3 separate regions of the Mus musculus genome follow, and all the other regions are linked to region 3. Evidence: chromatin contacts called from public Hi-C and HiChIP or PLAC-seq data. All regions are on one chromosome and are shown on one strand. Each heading gives the region's core, a stretch centred on a gene start, on an enhancer-like site or on the middle of the called end of the contact. The rest is flanking DNA. Distances are from core to core; before and after follow the strand shown. Region 1 has its middle 58 kb from the start of Gm45572. Region 2 has its middle 44 kb from the start of 2310008N11Rik. Region 3 has its middle 30 kb from the start of Gm31843.

What was found. Hi-C and Micro-C count contacts between places; a contact is called where the count stands out from the background. HiChIP or PLAC-seq counts read pairs in DNA pulled down with a chosen protein or histone mark.
Region 1: a Hi-C map of uterus shows a contact between it and region 3, with 3 times the contacts expected there. The contact joins two enhancer-like sites. A contact is called at or near these places in 1 of 15 datasets of contacts at CTCF or cohesin (stem cell-derived epiblast-like cells), 5 of 484 Hi-C or Micro-C datasets (the G1E-ER4 cell line, urothelial organoids and uterus), 1 of 115 datasets of contacts at active chromatin or transcription factors (embryonic basal ganglia) and 3 of 9 other capture datasets (embryonic stem cells, embryonic tail and embryonic trunk).
Region 2: a contact with region 3 is called in an H3K4me3 HiChIP or PLAC-seq map of craniofacial prominence, with 5 times the contacts expected there. The contact joins two enhancer-like sites. A contact is called at or near these places in 2 of 484 Hi-C or Micro-C datasets (cerebellar granule neurons and nephron progenitors), 7 of 115 datasets of contacts at active chromatin or transcription factors (cardiomyocytes, craniofacial prominence, embryonic basal ganglia and 4 more) and 1 of 9 other capture datasets (embryonic stem cells).

Annotation. Positions count from the first base shown.
Region 1 is chr8:26,906,715-26,909,414 of GRCm38.p6, forward strand. No RefSeq gene overlaps it. Among named protein-coding and RNA genes, the nearest start is that of Gm45572, 58 kb to the right of the region's middle. Within about 2 kb of position 1,282, at least 27 of the 459 cell types and tissues checked have an H3K27ac peak or open chromatin away from gene starts, as enhancers often do. A contact at or near this core is called in uterus, where this site is marked.
Region 2 is chr8:26,867,143-26,869,842 of GRCm38.p6, forward strand. No RefSeq gene overlaps it. Among named protein-coding and RNA genes, the nearest start is that of 2310008N11Rik, 44 kb to the left of the region's middle. Within about 2 kb of position 1,304, at least 9 of the 459 cell types and tissues checked have an H3K27ac peak or open chromatin away from gene starts, as enhancers often do. A contact at or near this core is called in craniofacial prominence, where this site is marked.
Region 3 is chr8:26,350,657-26,353,356 of GRCm38.p6, forward strand. No RefSeq gene overlaps it. Among named protein-coding and RNA genes, the nearest start is that of Gm31843, 30 kb to the right of the region's middle. Within about 2 kb of position 1,450, at least 87 of the 459 cell types and tissues checked have an H3K27ac peak or open chromatin away from gene starts, as enhancers often do. A contact at or near this core is called in craniofacial prominence and uterus, where this site is marked.

The DNA.
Region 1 (2,700 bases), core at 32-2,531, 560 kb after region 3:
GGTGCCAGGTCTGTTCTCAATTCTCAATTGATCTTCCCGAAACCGTTTCAGGTAAGATGTAATTATAAACTCTCTTTGAGGGGCAAGGAAATCAGAACTCAGGCAATTTGTAAAGTTCCTAAATGGTGACCTCCCATAATTAGTCCCAGGTTGGTTGAGTCCAAATTCCAATCTTTTTCTAGACCACACTGTATACCAAAGTATAGCTCTAGAAGGATACCTGAAGATCATAGTCACTTCTTATCCAGAAGCCTTAGTGTCAAGACAAGTAGAGCTCTGAAAAAAAACCCAAATAAAGAATATGAGACCTCTAGAGCTGAGCTGGTCCCCCCACTGAGTGTCCCTGGCGTTTATAGAAGTATACTGTATTTGCAGGGCACTCTCTTCAAGTTTATAAAGTTTTTACCACTTCCAGTGATTTGTCTGGTGTGGCTGTGGCCTGTGTCTGGATCAAAAGACAAAGCTGCAAAGTGGATGGAGAGCATGCAGAACAAACGTAAAGATAGCAGCCTTGGCATCTTCTACCCCTTCTCTCCCCGTTGCCTACGCTGCCTTCTGGGTACCGAGGCTTCAGCTGACAAAGCAGCCGCATTCCTGCTCTAGCTCCTGGGGAGCCATGCAGCACAGCAACTGAAAGGTAAGTCATGGAGTGGGGGCAAAGAGCCCGGGAAACTCACAAAGGTTCCATCTTCTCCTCTAAGCATCTTGATGCCTCTGCTGCATGCCTGCCAGCAAGAGAACCTCTGGAAAGAGCCTCAAATGATAGTTTATAGTTCCTGAGCCTCCCCCAGAAAATCCTCTGCCCAGTTCTTCTCAGCAGAGGAAGTAGAGCCATGTGGGACTCAGTAAGAGGCACCCTTATTTCCCTTCACCACCCCTCCTAGAGAGGCGGGTCCATCAAACTTAAGAGGTTGGCACCGCACCGTGTATAGATTGCATGTGGCATGCACTGATTTAAGGACACGTTTGCTTTGTGACAGCAAGCTGTCTTATTATAGTGAGCCCCAACCAAGCAGCAAGAAGGAAGTAGGCCTCTTCTGTCTACACAGGAGAGGAAGTCTAACTGCTATAAAGATCTTCTTGTCTCAGGAATGAGCACTTCCTCCCTGTGCTCTGACTGCTCCATAACAAATTATCTTCTTTGAGCAAATGGAAACAAGCAAAGGTTTAAATCCTGCTTCTGCCTGGCTGTCCAGAAGTAGGCCCAACTTGGTAAACATGGCCCGCTGGCTGCAGGCACTTATAGGCCCAAAGCCAAACTCCAAGTAGCCACTTGTTATCCTTTCCTCTTGGAGTTTTCCAAAGCTCTATAGATTGCACCCAGAGGCTCTGCTCTTTCTGAAGGTCACACGAGCTCACACAACAGCCCTGGGTATGTGTGGGCTTAACAGAAAGGATGCAACTAAATCAATGTGTCTGCCTGCTGTCATGGCGAAGAGAGCTGAGCCAGGCTGGTTTGGGAAGGGATAGATCCACAGACATCAGGCGCTGCCCTGTACAAGTTGTTCCCTCGTCTGAGGGGATGATTCACCTGCCTGTTGCTGCCTCCGTGATCCAGAAGAAAGATATGATCCAGGCCTGGAAAAGCGATGTCTGAGCCCTGCACCAAACAGCAGACATCCGTCAAGCTGTACACATTGACATTTATTGACTGTCTGTAGACAGAGGCTGCACCGGGAGCTCTGAGGGACTGCTGAAGATCTGGCTCAAAGGAAGGAACAGCAATAGACTCTTGCCTCTCCAGGGCACACTTTCAAACCTGAGGCCCTGTACAAAGGGTTGGCCTAGCCTAACCAGGCCAGCTGCACACAATCACACCTGGCATCTAATAAACATATAATATACTCAAGGACGGGGTCCTTTTGTTTGATGGTTTGCAACCAGACAAGTAACACTCCTATACTGGGCCAATTCAGAAAGAAGTGTTTGTGCTGTTCTGCCACCTGGGAGATTCTAGTGGCCTCTAAAATACAGGCACCAGGCGCGTTGGGCCTCTTAACAATGTAGAAAACAATCACACACGAAATATTCTTCTACTCCCAAAAAGTATAGACAAGTCATCCCTTGCTCGGCCTTGGTTCTCAGCTTGTAATCGTCTTTCACCCTGTGAATACATTTCACACTTTCGTGGCAACATTCAGTCTGGAGGATGTGTTAGCATACACTGTGTTAGCTGAAGTGAGAACATGTGACCCAGGGGTCCCAGGCGTGGCCCTCAGATGTTAAAATCCTGCCTGGGTGGCCAATAATTTGTCCTTTCCCCCGTGGAGTTGTTCCGAGAATTCAATAAGGTTATGTATATTCAGCCCTGGGCTAAGTATGCACACGTAGTTTTTACTGTTGGAGAAATGTGTGCCCAGGAATTTGGCTTTTTTTTTTTTCAGTTGCCAACACAGTACAGTAAGGATGAAGTAAAGACTAGAATCTACAAAATTGGGCTTCATGACTGTAGTGTTGATTGTGTTGGTTGGTGGCACAGCATACGTTTAGCATGCCGGAGACCCTGGGTTCAATAGCCTACTTCATACATACCACTCAAAACAAACAAATCTGCTTCATCCCCAAGTCTGTTTTTGCCCGTGGGATCACAGACCCATCAGATTCCTTCTCTCCATCCCATCCTTTTACACTTAGGAGCAACAGCGATCCCCTTTTCAGAGGCTCGTGAGGACTGACCACAAATAGAACGGCTGAAGTATA
Region 2 (2,700 bases), core at 54-2,553, 520 kb after region 3:
TCTGAGGAGATGTCCATGCAGACACACCCAAGGATGTGCCTTGATTAGCTCTTAGGCACTTATTAATCCAATCAAGTTGACAGTCAACCTTAGCCATCACCACAAGGAAGGGCCCAGCACCATGGAGGCTGACCCAGGTGGCCACTGGCTTGTAATCATTCTAACAGGGGTCAGAATCTCCCACACACACACCTCCCACTGGGGACTTCAGCAGTATGCAGGTATTTGAGCTTCTGAATCTTCCCCCAGGTGTCACACTAAAGACATTGTCACCTTTTGAGAGCTAACAAAAGCTATCTGTATGGCTAGTTTTCCGAATGCAGAATTTGTTCTATCAGATGGGGAATAACTCTTTATGTGATCACCAATACGGAGCTCACCAAATCAGCCAGGCCCAGCAGTAGCTAAGTGATACCCGGAAATGAGAACAACATCCCCTGAACTCAGCTGTCTGGGTTACACTGTGACCTTCATTCATGCATTCACTTAGATTCACTTGGTATAAGAAGTTCAAGTACCACGGAGCTTTCCCAGGTCCACCCTGATCCCATGTATAACCCCAAACATAAGAGAGCCTGAGGCATAATGCTCAGACTCATTACATAGTAGCTACCTATACAGACAGACGGACACGCCATATCCTCACATGATTCTCAAATCAGTCACCAGCAGCAGCAGCCAGCTCCTGCCAAGTAAAGTAATGGGCCTTTGGGGGATGGAGATGGGACACAAGGAAGCAGTGCTTAGAGCACAAGGTGTGTTAATGGGTATCAGTTTCGCCAAGGCAGGTGTCCTCCCAGAGGCTTGACTCTGGCTAGCCAGCTCACATGCTGTACGTAACATTGGGCTCTATGTAACATTGCTTCCTGCTGGGGCTCAGCTCTGCCTCCTGTGCCAGTGAGAGGGCTCTGGAAGTCAGGTGGCAGCAGAGAAGAGAAGAGAAGAGAAGAGAAGAGAAGAGAAGAGAAGAGAAGAGAAGAGAAGAGAAGAGAAGAGAAGAGAAGAGAAGAGAAGAGAAAGCTTGTCTAGGGCAAGCCAAGTAAATGTTACCTACTGAGCAACAGGACACTACTGTGAGGCTCAGAGCCTCCCACCACTCTCAGCCCCCAGCCTGTACCCCTGCCCTCTCCAGTGAACAGGGGCCACAGTGGTCACAGGCTGAGCTGCAGGGCAGGGCTGGCTCTCCTGGAATCTGTGAAATGTCATATTCTCCCAGGGTGGTATTTCCCCCACTTTTCCCCCCGACTCCTTTGCAGAAACAGGGCCTGTACCTCCACACCTCTGTTACACATATTGGTTCTGACAGCTCAGATTAATATGTCAGATGCCGAGCTCCTTGCTGGCGACAGGCCTTTTGACCCTCTCAGCACAATCTGCTTCCCTGATTGAAAATCTCTGCGCCTCAAATTGATTCAGAGTTTCATAAACATCCCGCAGCCATGATCCAAGGAAGCCACAGATGAAAGGCCTCAGAGAGCTGAGTTTGCCCTTTTCTCCCTAATCCCTCAAGTCAGAGGGCCCTGACAGCAGGGCAGGACACACACAGGGGTTAAAAAAGGAAGGCTGAACCTGGTAAACTAAGAGTCCCATTGACCCCACACTGGCTATAGACCCAACAAGTCACACACCCTGCCAGCAGCCTAATACGGTTGAAGCAGACTAGTGGAGAGAATACACCATCAGGTACTAAGGCCTGAGCTATCCCTTACTCTAGGACCTTGGGAAACCTTCTTTGACTCTCTGAAACAGGGTTTGTCTTTGTCAAAGGAGGCTAATCATAACCACCTGGCAAAACTCAACAGGCCTGTTGTGAGGGGAAAGAAAGAGGAGGCACCGGGAGAGAAATTCAGAGAAAGCTGAGGGAAGGTAACAATGCACAGAGGAGAGGCAGAGCAAACGATTTGAAATGATAACCATCCTGGATCTGAGAGATGGGTACATGAGAACCCACTATCATCTCTAGCTTGATCTGTTTTGGTTTTTTTCCAACTATATTTTTTTAAGTTACATAACAGCATAGAGCATGTGTGTAAAGTGTGTGTGTGTGTGTGTGTGTGTGTGTGTGTGTGTGTATGTGTGTGTCTGTGTTGTGTGATTCCCTATAGAAAAGTATCGGCAGTGGGACAGATGTAGGGGGGTATCTGTCTGTCTGTCTGTCTGTCTGTGTCTGTGTCTGTGTCTGTCTGAGTCTATGTGTTCTGCATGAAAGTGTGTTCCTACAGTGGACGAATCCTCTCTGAGCACCATCTGTCTGCAAGGTATCTTGCACATGGAATGCACACAACTTTCTCTGGCAGGCCCAGCATCCTGCCTAGTCCTTGAGCCTGGGACTAACTTGACAATAGTGGTGACTGCTGTGTTTTCCTGTGGTCTGCAGGGACAGCCTGTGCTTCCAGACCTTAGGTCTTGACACGCAGAGTACTCTGAGCAAATCCTTGCAACCACCATACCCTGCCACTAAGCTGGGAAACTTCGAGTGCTTTCCATCCTGGTGTTGCCTTCCCTGGAGTATAAGCTCAAGGACATTACTCACAGAGGTCATCTGAACAGCGTCAATGAATGGAGAAGGCCAGCATCCCAGTCACTTCCGAAGGCCCAAAGAAGGCTCTGGACCTGCCTCACAGGTGGTTCTGACGGTCTTGTGTACTTCATACAATGCTGCTTGGAGCCAGGAAGAAGAGGCAGATGCTTAAATCCCAG
Region 3 (2,700 bases), core at 200-2,699:
TTGCTTTTATGTAGCTGTGACCAAAAAACCCATGAGAACAACTCACCAGAGGGGAAGAAGGGGGAGCTTTCTGGCTCACAGTTATGTGGTCTTATGTGCTTTGGCGGAATATCGCAGTGGTAGGAGAATGCAGCAGAGGGACCTCTTCGTCACAGGAAGGGACTGGGTGGAAGCCCTAAGGATCTGACCCCATGACCTACTTCCTGTAGCTAGGGCTCATTTCCTAAAGTGTCTAGAACATCTCAAAATACCACCAGTTGCTAGGGGTCAAGTGTCCATCAGATGTGCTCCCCGGGGGGGGGGGCATTTTGTATCTAAACTGTAACTGGGCAAGACAGGGCATTTCTAGCAGCTGTTTGTCTGTTGGCTGTCTATCCTCTCTATTTGGCAGTTTCCTCACCAAAGGTTCAACAGGCTTGAGGTGGGTGTCCTCTCAGGTCTCCCCTACTGCTCGTTTTTCGTGACACGCTCTGCTAAGGCTCTCCCAAGGCTCCCCCAACCCTCTTCCATCCTCTTCAGCAATTTTGTACCAACTCTGATGTTCTGACCAGCATGGTTTGACTTCTACAGAAACACCACCCTACCAGATAAGATGAAGTGCCCGGAGCTCTGTTAGAGTCAATTTTGTGCAAGGTTAATGTGATCTCCCTCATCCTGGCCATTGAAGTCCTGGCAATTCTAGATTCTTCATGCCCCAGGATGCCCTGTTGGTGCAAGGGTTAATACCACCTGTCAGAACCCCACGGGGATTGGACTGTGTCTGGAGGTAGTGAGTTTTAAACATCTCATGCTAGAAGACAGAACGTTTCTTTTACTTTAGCTTTTATTGGGACTTTAAACGTAGCCAAGGCATTAAAGAAAGAGGAAGGGGGAAAAATAAACTTGGAAAGCTTTTATACTTTTTGTAAAAAAAAAAAAATCATTTCTTTTTTTTTTTCTTTTTTTAACCATTACCCAAATCTCCTCCAAACACACAGACCCTACAGTATCCCTATTAAATTATATAGAGCGAGTCCAGCCCTTGACTGTCAGCGGGGCCCATCATTCCTAATTTATCGCCCCAGGAAACACAGTACAATTATGGTAATAAATAATAATAGGATTCAGTACATGACAACATGAATGATGGAGCCTCTCAGAATTCATTTACATTGCTTTGTGTTGCAATCATCGTGCCTCTAATGTAACGCCAAGCAAATGAGCCCCTTTGAATATTGTGCAATCTATCGCAAGTCAACTGGCACAAAACTCACTCAATAAATCATGTTCAAACACATGCCTGTAATGACAGGTAAATCAACAATGAAGTAATTGCATTTAATGTATTGAAATACTGGACAAAAAAAACCCAGTGACCTCAAAGTGACTTTTTGTAAAAGGTATGATATAGTTGCAGAGGGAGAGAGCTCTCCTTCCCGGGAGTCTTGCAGTGCTCAGATGCACACGCCATTGCTGAGGCTGCTGTCCCTGGGCAAGCCCTGATTTACTGCCTTCACTCCGCAGTGAACACCGGAGCAGGCTGCCAGACACTTCAAGAAGGTGTTTGCCAGCATGGATGAGAGAGTCACAAGCTCCAAGCAGCGCAACCTCTCCTCCACCCGGGCTGTCGCCCACTCAGAAAACCTTCTGAAGGGGGCAGGGAGAGCGCTGTGTCAGGAGCCAGAGGGATGTGGCTCCGCCCTGCTCCGGGACTCAACTAGATTGCTCTACAGCTTTAGCCAAGCTCTTCCGCCTTTCGGCCCTTTATGAAATGAAGCATCTGGATCGTCATGTCTGAAATTCACTGCAATTCTAACATTCTCTGAAGCTCTGATTCCAATTAGGGCGGGGGGTGGTGTCTTTGCTTTTAAGCGGAAAATAAAAATAATAAAAGCCTGGGCTCTTCTTGCCCCCGAGTGTCGGAGGCACTGGTTTGAATCAGCGTGCATCTCTTCATCATTGTTTCTGTCGCCGAGGACCTGTGTGCTTCTAATTTCTGTGAAACTTGGGCCCTGCCCCTTTCTGGGCAAGCAGACAAGTCTGAAAATAGGTCCCCAGGGGTTGTGTGGATGGATAACAGACAACATGGAAATGACAGCCTTCCCTACATTCCCCATCCTTTCCACCCCAGCTCCCCTCTTCCCAGGGACCATGTCAAAGAGAGATGAAGCAGAGCCTCTTCGAAGCCAAAGGCCACTTAAGAAACTTTTCCGCTCTTGTAGAAAACTCACTCTTGGCCGAAGGCTGCTCCAGATCAGCCCTGCCTGCAGTGTCTGTCCCTCCCCACCCCTGGCCCCTCTCAGTGGAGCCAGCTGGTTTTATATTGCTCTGCTATGAAGAAGGGGGATGACGGAGGAGGAAATCACACTACACTTTGAGGAGGAAGACCTGGCTAAGTTCAAGCTCGATGATTTACTTGAAAGGTGGCTTTATAGATGTCCCTTCGTAGTTTTGTCCACTGTTCCATCTGTAAAGCCATGGTGCTATTTTTGGTGGCTCCAACCAGGTTTTTGTAGGGAGTGTGACAGACAGATGCGAAATGGTCTTTGTTGGTTGTAAAACACAATATAAAACCAATTTTTTTTTATGATGATAAGGAAGGAAAAAATATCTGAGACAAGGGCTGCCCTCAAGTAACGCTTCTTACCAGAAAATTATCTTAGTTATTTAACTGGGTATTGTTCTCATCTGAAACTCCTATGGGGTGGGGATGAATAGAGG